3 separate regions of the Mus musculus genome follow, and all the other regions are linked to region 1. The links are chromatin contacts, called in public promoter capture Hi-C maps. All regions are on one chromosome and are shown on one strand. The core of a region is the stretch at or near the end of the contact, and the rest is flanking DNA. Distances in the headings are between cores, read along the strand shown.

What was found. Promoter capture Hi-C pulls out the DNA fragments that hold promoters and counts their contacts.
Region 2: a contact with region 1 is called in a promoter capture Hi-C map of hippocampal neurons, with 3 times the contacts expected there. A contact is called at or near these places in 2 of 39 promoter capture datasets (hippocampal neurons and pre-B cells) and 4 of 130 datasets of targeted methods (embryonic stem cells, extraembryonic endoderm stem cells, large pre-B cells and 1 more).
Region 3: a contact with region 1 is called in a promoter capture Hi-C map of frontonasal cranial neural crest. A contact is called at or near these places in 2 of 39 promoter capture datasets (frontonasal cranial neural crest and hippocampal neurons).

The regions. Positions count from the first base shown.
Region 1 is chr19:8,591,607-8,595,359 of GRCm38.p6, reverse strand. Slc22a8 (solute carrier family 22 (organic anion transporter), member 8) reads right to left here and starts at 2,178. Exons shown (of 11, transcript NM_001164635.1): 1 at 2,068-2,178; 2 at 1,121-1,477. The coding sequence starts at 1,453.
Region 2 is chr19:7,492,578-7,496,239 of GRCm38.p6, reverse strand. Atl3 (atlastin GTPase 3) reads right to left here and starts at 1,802. Exons shown (of 13, transcript NM_146091.4): 1 at 1,579-1,802. The coding sequence starts at 1,624. Gm52401 (a long non-coding RNA gene) reads left to right here and starts at 2,446. Exons shown (of 2, transcript XR_003952920.1): 1 at 2,446-2,623; 2 at 3,193-3,446.
Region 3 is chr19:10,303,568-10,306,913 of GRCm38.p6, reverse strand. Dagla (diacylglycerol lipase, alpha) reads left to right here and starts at 2,037. Exons shown (of 20, transcript NM_198114.2): 1 at 2,037-2,093.

The DNA of each region.
Region 1 (3,753 bases), core at 929-3,428:
AAAAGTCAGGGTTAGCCTTTATTTCCTCATCTGTGAAATGGAGATAAAGGGACTGAACTCCTGGGATTTCAGGAAGCTGAGACTCATCGGGTGGCAACTGGTAGTGAAGCAGTGTTTGGATCCTGCACTTGTGGGGATAACAGGTTACCTCTTTATGAAGCCTTCCTGAAATCTTTTGGCTAAAGCTTCCCTTGAACTTTGTACTAAGGGGCATTTTGCTTTAAAATCCAGCTCTGAAACTGAGTGGCACTGAACAGTCACCTCTCTTCCTGGGGTCTGAGCACCTAACCCTCAACAGCAAGAAGACAGCCGTACACATCCATACACCGGAGAGCCCTGCAGAGCACTCAGCACTTGTCAGGCAGGCAGCTGACATTCAGCAAACACCACTTCCAGGTTCCTCATCTTCCTCCTGTCACAGTCTCCTGACTGGCCTGTCAGTTCATTGAAGGATTTGATTTAACTCTAGTTCCTGGAAATGATAGGTAGGAGAATCAGCCACTCCATAGGGTGACTGGGGAGTAAGGTCATACAGACACTTATGTGAGTGACTGACACCCTCTGGATCCACCCAGGAGCCTTCCAACCTTTGCAATGTGAAATCCCTCTGCTACCCAGCCTCCCTGCACCACCCCTCCCCCAGCCCCGCAAAGCTTTGCACAGGATGGAATGCTCCTCTTCTAGTCTAGTTAACCCCTTGCCTGCTGTTCTAATCTCAGCTCCAGGGATGCTTCTTTGAAGTGATTTCATCTCAAGCTACTCTTTTCTTGTCCCTATAACCAGTCCAAGGGTGGAAGATTGCAGCCCAAGGTCACTGCACAGCATGAGGTAACAAGTTATTCCACAAGGCTGTATAACACCCTACTAGGAGGAGAGACTGTACAGCTCAGCATCACTGGAGCTCAATACCACGCTATAGATTGTTGAAGGAATGCTTGGGCATGAACGAATCAAACCACTCAGTTCTTGTGCATTAGCACTGGGATCCTTCCTCTTTGCCCAGTTCCCATTCTTTCAATCCCAGGAAATCTAGGCCCCTGTGTTTTTTCTATCCACAAGTGCTGCACGGTATATGGAAGTACCTAAGGTGAGGTGGAAGGAGAGAGGGTGCCAGACATACCTCTGTCACAATGGTGTCTCTGGTGCTGTTGTAGATCCAGCCATCCAAGCATGGCTCGGTGGCCCCCTGGGTGTCATTGGGAAGACTGGCGTTTGGCAGATGCACGAAGCGGAGACACTTCTCAGGCTTCCCGTTTGGGCCCAAGGGGAGTACCCAGGGCTCTAGAGAGGCGTTGGGGGGCGGGCGACAGTGGTGGTCAGGGGTGGTGGCTGTGAAGATCTGTAGCAAGTTGTGGTTGGCTATTCCGAGGATTGGGAGGGCCAGCAAGGTCACATGCAGGTACTGGAAGGGGCCCATGCTTCCAACACGGTCCAGAATCTCGGAGAAGGTCATGGCACCAGGCAAGATGAACCAAAACTGTAGGCAAGGCATCAGGCCAAGAAGAGGTGTGTGTATGTGTGTGTGAATTGTATGTAGGCCTGTGGAGCATCATAGAATCACATGCATGAAGATGTACCTAGTTACATGTGTAAAGATTTGGGGTTCTGGTGTGTGGATGCATAAAGATGTACACAGTTGCAGAGAGGGATATGGGATACCAGTGTGGATGCAGTGCTATGTGCACATCTAAACTGCACTCTTGAAGGTCATGTGAATGCAGGCATGTGGCCCTGTGCTTATAGGTCGTAGATGTGTAGGCACAGGGCCACATAGTAGGGACCAAAGGTCCAGATTTGGATGTTGGTTGCCCAGGCGGGGTGTGGGTGAGGGTGAGAGAGAGGATAATACACATTTCCGATTGCTTCATGTGGGCTAAGAAGGATCTGCTCAAGCTCCAAGCCTCCTTGCTGTTCCCTGGGGTGAGTCCCCTGTGCTGGAGTATCAGAAGAATCCAAGTAGGTCCCTGAAGGCTTTAGGGGTTTGACCAATTACAGCGTTACAGTGAGGAAGCCTGGCTTTGGGGTGTTCTTGGGTGCTAGACTTGGGGGTCTTCAATCCCGTCTCACCTGGTGGTTGGAGCTGGATTCAGTTGGGCTGGAGCTGGATGCAGCAGTTGCCCGTGCTCTGTCCTAGGGTCCAGCAGCTGCTGTAGTAGGACAGCTCAGCTCTAACAAGCTGTTTGTGTCTCCCCTGGGGTGCCTTATATAAGGCATAAGCTGTTTCCTGGGCTAATGTTTGACTTTCTTTGGAAGATTAACATCCGGCAGGGGGAATGCTGTGCACCCACCAAGCCCAGCTCTCCTGAAAGGGCTGCCTCAGCCAAGGCTGTTGATAGGGTGGAGAGGGGGCTGGGGAGTGGAGTGTGGCTGAGCCTAGAGGCTGCTTGCTGGACAAAGGGCTTAGTGGCTCAGGGCATGTTTCCTAAGCGAGAATCTGGAAAAGGACTCAGGTCTGCGTGTCCAGAGTGCCTCTGAGCTGATGTTCAGAGGACCTGGAGTGGAGAACAACCAGCAAGAGAGGTGCTCCTGCACATGGGAGGCAGCATTCCTGCAATGGATCATCTTTCATACCCGGCTCCTGAGTAGATTCATGGAGAATGTTAGAACACACTCAGACAGAAAGGCCCAAGCACTGGTCCTTATGGTCTCAGAGGTACCGTGCCTTGGGCTCCTGGAAACACCAGGGCCATCCCTGTCTGAGTCTCAAACACAAGTGACCATCTCCCATCTACCTGTGGACTTATGCCACCGGCTGCTCTTTGGCTTCTCTCTGCAGTCCCAATGGCTTTGCTTATTTCTATGAGTACGGTTTAATTACCTAATAATGTGCATTTCTTGTATAAAACAGAAATTCTAACAAGCCAACACAAACTGAATTAAGTACATTCAGTTTCACCCAAGAGCCAGCTTGGGCAGGGAGTCTTGTGGTTTGTGGTTACTTTTCTCCTACAGACATGTCTAAGACAGGGTCTACCAGTCAGCTGGAAACTTGGTTGACACACTTATGGCAGGCCCTACTGATAGGACTGTCAGTTAGGAAACGGAGAAGTTAAGTAACTAGCTTAGGGTCCCCAGCAGGAAGTAGGTCAGGGGTGTGGCTTCAAGTCCATTTCTGCCCTTAAGCATCTAAACACACATACACAGACACACACAGACACACACACAGACACACACACACAGACACACACACACAGACACACACACACACAGACACACACACACACAGACACACACACACACAGACACACACACAGACACACACACACACACACACACACAGACACACACACACAGACACACACACACACAGACACACACACTCTCCCTCTCCCCTTCCTCCGCCTCTTCCTTCCTCCCTTCCTCTCCCCTCCCTCTCTTCTGCTTCTTCCCTCTCCTCTCCTCTTTGAGTGTTTGAGTCAGGATCTCGCTATATAGTTCAGCCTGGCCTTTAAGCCTCACAGCAGTCCTCAAGCTTTAGACTCCTCTCAGTTGCTAGGATCACCAGCATTCACTTGTGCTTCTGGTGTGAACCAGAGTTTTCTATGAAGTCTGCTTCTTTCTTAGCAAAGTTGCTTAACCTGCACTGCCTTTTAAGTCACAACTGGCTTGCTTTTAGCTGACTATTACCATTTCTGGGACCCCCCCCCCCGGAGATGCCCCATTCCACCTGCAATGCAGGGGAGGTGGGGTGGGGTGGGGTGGGCAGGATCAGAGATGGCCCACTTGGGGTTCTCTGTTTTGTCTGGTTGAGGT
Region 2 (3,662 bases), core at 553-3,052, 1.1 Mb after region 1:
GACTTTTTTTTTTTTTTTTTTTTTTTTTTTTAACACTGTTGAGAGGAGCCCTAAAAACTAGGGTTAAGGGCTATAAAAGCACAAAACTGCATTCAATCCCTAGCAGCACAAACCAAACTGTTCTTCCTTACTAAACACTAAGAAAATTATTATGGCATACAACCACACCTCCCTCTTCTGTTTTGTTTTGTTATTGTTTGTGGGTTTGTTTGTTTTCAGGGGGTGACTTGTTTTGTTATTTAGTTTGGTTCATTTTGTTCCCCCGAACCCAGACAAGGTTTTTCTGTGTAGCCTTGGCTGTCCTGGAACTCGCTCTGTAGACCAGGCTGGCTTTGAACTGAGAAATCCACCTGTCTCTGCCTCCCAAGAGCAGGGATTAAAGGCGTGCGCCACCACCACCCCTCAACTGTTTTTCTTATGGTTATGACTATTACAAAAGACAGTAAACTACCGAAAATAAAACAATGTTGGTATTGGCCTTATGCTTCACTAGGTGAAAATGTTTTTCACCCATACATCCCCTCACGCATGTAAAAGCTGCACAGGAATTTCTAGAATACAAGCTGGTTTTCGTAGGAAGCAAAACAGCCCTCATTTGATGTTGCAGTTTGTATGTAAGCTGAATACTGACATAGAGTACAAATCCTTAACGTAGGTTTTACTTAACTCCACTTCTCCAAAACAAAACTGAGAACCATGACGTTTTAGACTGCTAGGGGTTTTTTTTTTTTTTTTTTTTTTTTTCTTCACCTTTTGCAAAACATTCCACTTCGTACTCAAATTTGAAGACTGGGGTTTGCTAAAAAATTCTTCAAACACTACTGTTGACTCTTCTTTTTTTTTTCCTTTAGATTTCGCAACTGAAACTTGCAATCATTTCAGGGCCATACCCATTAAACAAGCACAGTGCCAGGTAAAATGACAGGCGAAACTGCATCCATGAATTTACGGAGGGACTATTTGGTTTTCATTTAGTACTTTTACCACCTCATTTTATGTCTCCGGCAAAGCCAAAGGAACCAAACTTACTTTAAAAAAAAAAAAAACAAAACAAAAAACTTGCAAAACAAAACAACCAAATTTAGGCCAATTCTTTTATCACCAAACATGGAGATAAGCGCGGGTGGAAAACGAACTTTACTAATACTTGTCAGTATCTCAAGGTCTTTTCGTTTAAAATAAAACCTTTCAACTCCAAGGCTGCACCGCAGCATTCCAGCACTTTAAGGCTCAACAATAAAGCCTTCCGCCGATCCCGGCCCGTTAAGACGGACCGCCAACCTCGCTTCCCGACCCGGAGCGCGCCACCGCCCGGCACGCCCTGCCCAGCACAGGGCGGAGCTCGACGGGCCAGAACACCAGGCCGCAGGAGGCCGCGGGCTCCCGGCGGAGACTGGGAACGTTCCCCGCTCCAGGAGCCCCGGCCCTGAATTCCGAGCCGAGACACCCGGCGGTGCGGCCTCCCGTCGCCACACCAAAAAAGGCGGCGGCAGGGACGGCTTGTCACCTCGGAGCCGAAGCACTGGGAGGCAGCGTGGGTAACCACGGACCGGGTCCCGGGAAAATTGGACGCCTCACCTGCTCCTCTCGATGCCACCGCTGCAGTTCGCTGAGGGGACAACATGGAGCCTCCTCCTTCAGCAGAAGTAGCAGAGGCAGAGAAGACAGGAGCGGGTTGAGGCTGCCCTGGAGGAGGGAAACAGGCGGAGCCTGGACTTGGGGAGAAACCGAGAAGGAGGGGCGCGCGGAGAAAGCCTACAGCTCAGGAGACAGCCCTGCCGATGGCGCAGGGCGTGACGAGGGCGGGAAAGCGCACGCGGCCGAGTCCCGCCACCGTTCGGTGCGCGTGCGCCGGAGCGGGGATCGTGCCGCGGGTACCTGTGACTGCGTACTGGAATGTCGGGTCCATCGGGAATTGTAGTTCGGCGTTTTCTTGGGCCCGGCCCCTCTGACCCGGGTGTTCGCCCTCATCCGGGGCGTAGAGGAAACGGAGGACAGGACTGGGCCGAGTGGGTCTTCCTACCGCTGAACTACAACTCCCATTAGGCCTTGCAAAGGGAAAAAAATGAGGAGGGCTCTCGGAAGACCCTGCCCGGCGCCTAACCCGGGGACCAGGGCCGGGCTTTGGCCACCCGGTTCCCGCCGGGAGCCCCCACCCGGCCCGCGTGCTGGGCTCTGGTGTTCCTCGCTGGCCAGGACTACAGGTGGTGGTATGAAAGAATTAACATGATGACGCGAACGCTTCGACTTTGACTTCACAAGGACAGACCATCGTGACTTCATTATCATCACCATCACCCCTAATCTCTGATCTGACCAAGGCTTACTAAAAGCTAAAGTAACGCCGGTCGTGGTGGCGCACGCCTTTAATCCCAGCACTTGGGAGGCAGAGGCAGGAGGATTTCTGAGTTCGAGGCCAGCCTGGTCTACAAAGTGAGTTCCTGGACAGCCAGGGATACACAGAGAAACCCTGTCTCGAAAAACAAAAAAACAAAACAAAACAAACAAACAAAAAGCTAAAGTAAGACCTTACTAAGTCAGGCTCCGGGTGGCACGCTGGTAATCCCAGTACTGGAGACCAGGAGAGGAGGATCAGGTGTTCAATACCTTCCTGAACTACATAGTGAGTCTCTGTCTCATTTTCGCGCGACCTCAGACTATTCTGAGCCATGACCCACCTTTTGTAAACTTTAGACTTCTAGGACCGTGATTCAAAGTTACTTTACAAAAGGAAGTTGTTGGGAAATGCTTTTATTCATACTTGACATATTGTGAAAATACAATTTGCCACAACTAAATACTGTTTTCTAACAAATCCTATAGATGGAGGTAGTGTCACCCCAGTGACTTGATTTTTCCTCACCATTGTTTCGTTCATTCAGCAAATGTTTTCTTTATTCCTTCGGCCTACCCTGAACTTCCCTCTATCTCTACACCCTGCCAAGCCTTTCAGCTATCTTTACTTCCTGAGCAATTATGCCAAAGGTTATGAGGTAAAAATTATTCGTAGCCTACCTAAAGAAATCCTGTTTACACTTCTTTAACCCCTCTTTGAGCCCCTTTACCCCCCAAACTCTCAAGACTGTTAGGAAACTCTCTTCTAGCTTTTAGATTTAAACCAAATTAGATCTTCTAGGCTATTGTGTAGTTGTTTCTTCTAAGGTGGACATGACCATTGCTGTCTTGAATCAGCCACAGGAGACTCATTGGAGGAAGGTGTATATCCAAGAGCAAATTGACCAGAAGGACTCTTCCATTACTGAAGCTGCCCATGGAACTCATCAGGAGTGCAGGTTCTTTGTGAATCACCCACGCTCCAGGTGAGATTTTTAATTTGTATAGTTGCCTATAAACTGCCCAAGGGACTTCCTGGTGATGTAACTGCCTTTGAGTCACCCGTGTACCTATAAGTGGCCTCAATAAACTCAATGGTTCACCAAGCTGAACTTGGATAGAATTCTTTCTTTGGTCTGTCAGTGCCCTTACCCCAGAATGACTAGGCCATTGTTTCTCTCTCCCAAGAAAAAGTAACACAGCATAGGCCAACCTGGTCCAGCAAGAAACTAGAAGTAAACATTAGGGGAAGAGATTAGTTCAAGAAGACATGACACAAACCCATTTTGTTACATGCTCAAAGAGGAGAGCCAAAGGGCAATGACTTT
Region 3 (3,346 bases), core at 788-3,287, 1.7 Mb before region 1:
GGTTGGTGATTGCACCCGGGATCTCATGTATGCTCAAAATAGAGCATTAGATGTTTAGTGTCTGATGGGAATGATCAAGATTGAAATCGCTTTTTCTTACCTTTCCCTTTCCCCTTTCCCCTAGTTTCACAATGACAATTTCCCAAACTTTCACATGCACAGAGATCCCCTGAGGGTTTTGTAATCAAGCTAAGATCTTGGGTCTGAGGCTCGGAATTTCTAGTAAGCTTCCCTACGGCATGTCCTTGTCCGTGTCACATACCTAGCTGAAAGAGTTCAGAGATTATGTTAGTAGCAGTGAATAATCCTGGTGTGGGATGCCCTACATGGGGCTCACTGATGCAGCTGACCAAGAACAGGACATCACCTTGAGAATCCCAGTAGTATTAGCCTCCCACATTATAGAACTGGTCAGAACTGGTTTGTCGAGGATTGGATACATGGGGATGATGATGATGGTGATGGTGGTGATGATGATGGTGTGTGTGTGTGTGTGAGTGTGTGTGCGAGTGTGTGTGTGTGTGTGTGTGTGTGTGTGGAACTTGTGTAGTTTTCTATGTGCCGGACAGCTAAGGGGTAGACTGTAGTAGACTATTTAGGGATGGCCACGTGGGCATGCTTTCTCCATTAGGAACTTTGGTGAGTAAGGAAAAGAGCTGATTTTGCAGAGTCCTTTCTGCCTGGCATCAGTTGATCTACCATGGTTCACAGGACCAATATAATTCTTTCTTCCAGGTGTCTGGGACTTTGAAGCAAGAGATATTATCTCCAACTGTGTGGTTTGAATGGACCATGACAATCTAGAGATAACGTCCCTGAACCCAGGCCTCCCCAGATTTCTGAACTTCCTGAGACATCGGGAGCTCCTCTCCAGGAATTCTTGAAGTGCTCATATTTGTTCCCCAAATCCATTTTCTTTACCTAAGCCAGAGCTTATCTTTGCAATAACCGTAGATGCTACCGAATTGCCTGGCGAGGGGCTGAACTCTGCAACGAGGAGAAGTCTGTCCCGGATGCAGGGTTTCACTTTCAGTCAGATGTCCACCTATGTCCTCCAGGCCTACAGAACAAGTCAATCATCCTGACGTCATTCTCAGAATGACGTCTGAGCCCAGGAAACATTTCACACGCTTGCTTTCTGCGTTACTTTCCTTTCGACCTCTCATATCTTTCTGCTCGACTTTGGAGACTTAACTGATTGCATCATCATGACCGCTAGATCCAATCTTACCTATGACCCCCTGTGCAGCTGCAGCTCTTAGCTTAGCCCCCATGTGACCTGATATCTCTAAGGGCAAGCCTGCTCCCACCCACTCCCCAGACTCAACCCAGAACACCAGCATAGCTGTGTCCCTGCCAAAAAGCAGCTTTCAGGAAGGCGAGTTGAGCGACTTGCGCATGAATGGATGGGCGTGTGTGAAGGAGAACAGGAGGGGCGATTTTCTTCATTTATCAGAAAATCAAAATTGATCAAACTCCCCTTTTGCTGTCAGGCACTATGCTGGGTGTTGAGGAGGGTGAGAGTAGGGGGGAAGAGGAGGACATAGATAAAGATGTGTCCCAACTCCTCAAGACGCTGCTAGGTCCCCTGAAGGAGGTGGAACCCATCTCTCTCCTTTCCTCCCCCAAACAAACCAGTTCTCCGGTGATCCTACTTGCTATTTTTCATCTCCCACGCTAAACCCTGTCACGCGGGACCTGAAGGAGGGGAACCCAAGCAGCTACCGTGCCCCTGTTCAGTGCCCACGGTCCAACCCCTTTCGTCTGCCCACGGAACCCCCGTGGAGGCCTCAGCCCCGCGCCCACCGCCCCCACGCGCGGGGATCCAGGGCTCCACCACCTCGGGCCTGCGCGCCTCTCCCCTCCCTGGCGCTAGGGGGCGCTGCCGCCCCACGGCCGTCGCCATGGTCACCGCTGGCGGCGGAGTGGGGTTTACGTAAAGGACGCAGCGTCCCCCGGGGGGCGGAGGCGGCCTTCGCGCCGGCGCCGGCGCCCTGCGGAAGCAACGTTAGTGAATAGGGGCCTTGGGGAGCCCAGGATGGAGGTGGCGGTCGCAGTGGCCGCGGCGGGCCGAGCCCTGCGGCGGGCCGGAGGTAAGGGGGCCCGGGCCGAGTCCCGGGCGCAGGAGCTCTGCGAGCGGCGTGGCGGGCTGGGCAATGTCCACTGCGCGCGGTGGCCGGTCCGACAGGTCCGCGGGCGGAGGTGCGGCTGCCACGCGCGCTCGTGGCAGGTGTGAGGTCCGCGGAGCCCCGGGCCACCGGCGTGGGGATGGTGACACGCATGGCACGGGCGTGGGCAACGTGGATACAGCACGGGCAGCGTGATTTTTCCTGGCGAGGGTGTCAGAAGACTCACCCCCGCCTTGGTGTAGCGGTGGCCGCCCAGGTGTGAGGAGGGTGCACCCTCTGTACAGGAGGGCGATGCACGCAGCTGGTGCTGGTGGGTGGCCAGCTGATGCTGGGCCGTGATGGTGCGGTGGGCATGGGTGTGAGAAAGTGCTGCCATTGCTTGGATGTTGGTTGGCATGGTTCTGGCCTTGGGCTTGACATGGTTTGGAGTGATGGTCCTGGGGGCTTAAAGAATCAATGTCCTGGGCATGACTAGTGGCTCCGGCCCTGCTGTGAGAAATGGCCTTGGCTTAGCGCAGTGCCCTGGAATGACTAATACTGTGAGGGAAGACAGGTGGCCCTCAGACCCTGGTAAATAAGAGGGTAAATACCCACCCTTACAGGGAGATCAGTAGGGGCGACGTCTCTGTCATGGGGCTCAGCATTAATGCCTGTTGGTGTGCTGGCCTTGGGGCAGAAGGCTGGAAGAAGGTTGGTGTTTTTTATGATGGATGAGAATAAGAGACACCATGTGTCTACCATGAGGTTCTTGGTTGCTGTCCCAGGTAGAGCTCTGCTCAGTTATGAACCTTTACCTGGCTCATGAGTCCTCCCCCATTTGGAGGAAGATGGGAGGAATAGGTGGTTCTCACTGGTGGTCCTTGTTTCTGATTATAGGAGACTCAGAAGGGTATAGAGAAGTAGCCCAGGCTACGTCGTCCCTGGGCCCTTCCTTTCACTTGGTTGATGGCGGTGCTACTGGGTTTCTGGGAATTGTATCTTTTGGGCTGCGTGGAAGATGGTTCTGTGGCTACTGGGAGTGTTTGGAGATTGCATATATCCTAACTAGTCTTCTGAGAAGCTTTGGAGAAGGTCCCCCATCTCTCTATCTCTTTCCTTCCCTCCCTCCCTCTATCTCTCCCCCCTCCCAGCCCCCATCTCCTTCCTCCTCTCATTGCCACATGATGTCCCACTTCACAGAGCATCAGTGGGCAGACCCCTAGAGACGTTGAAGACTT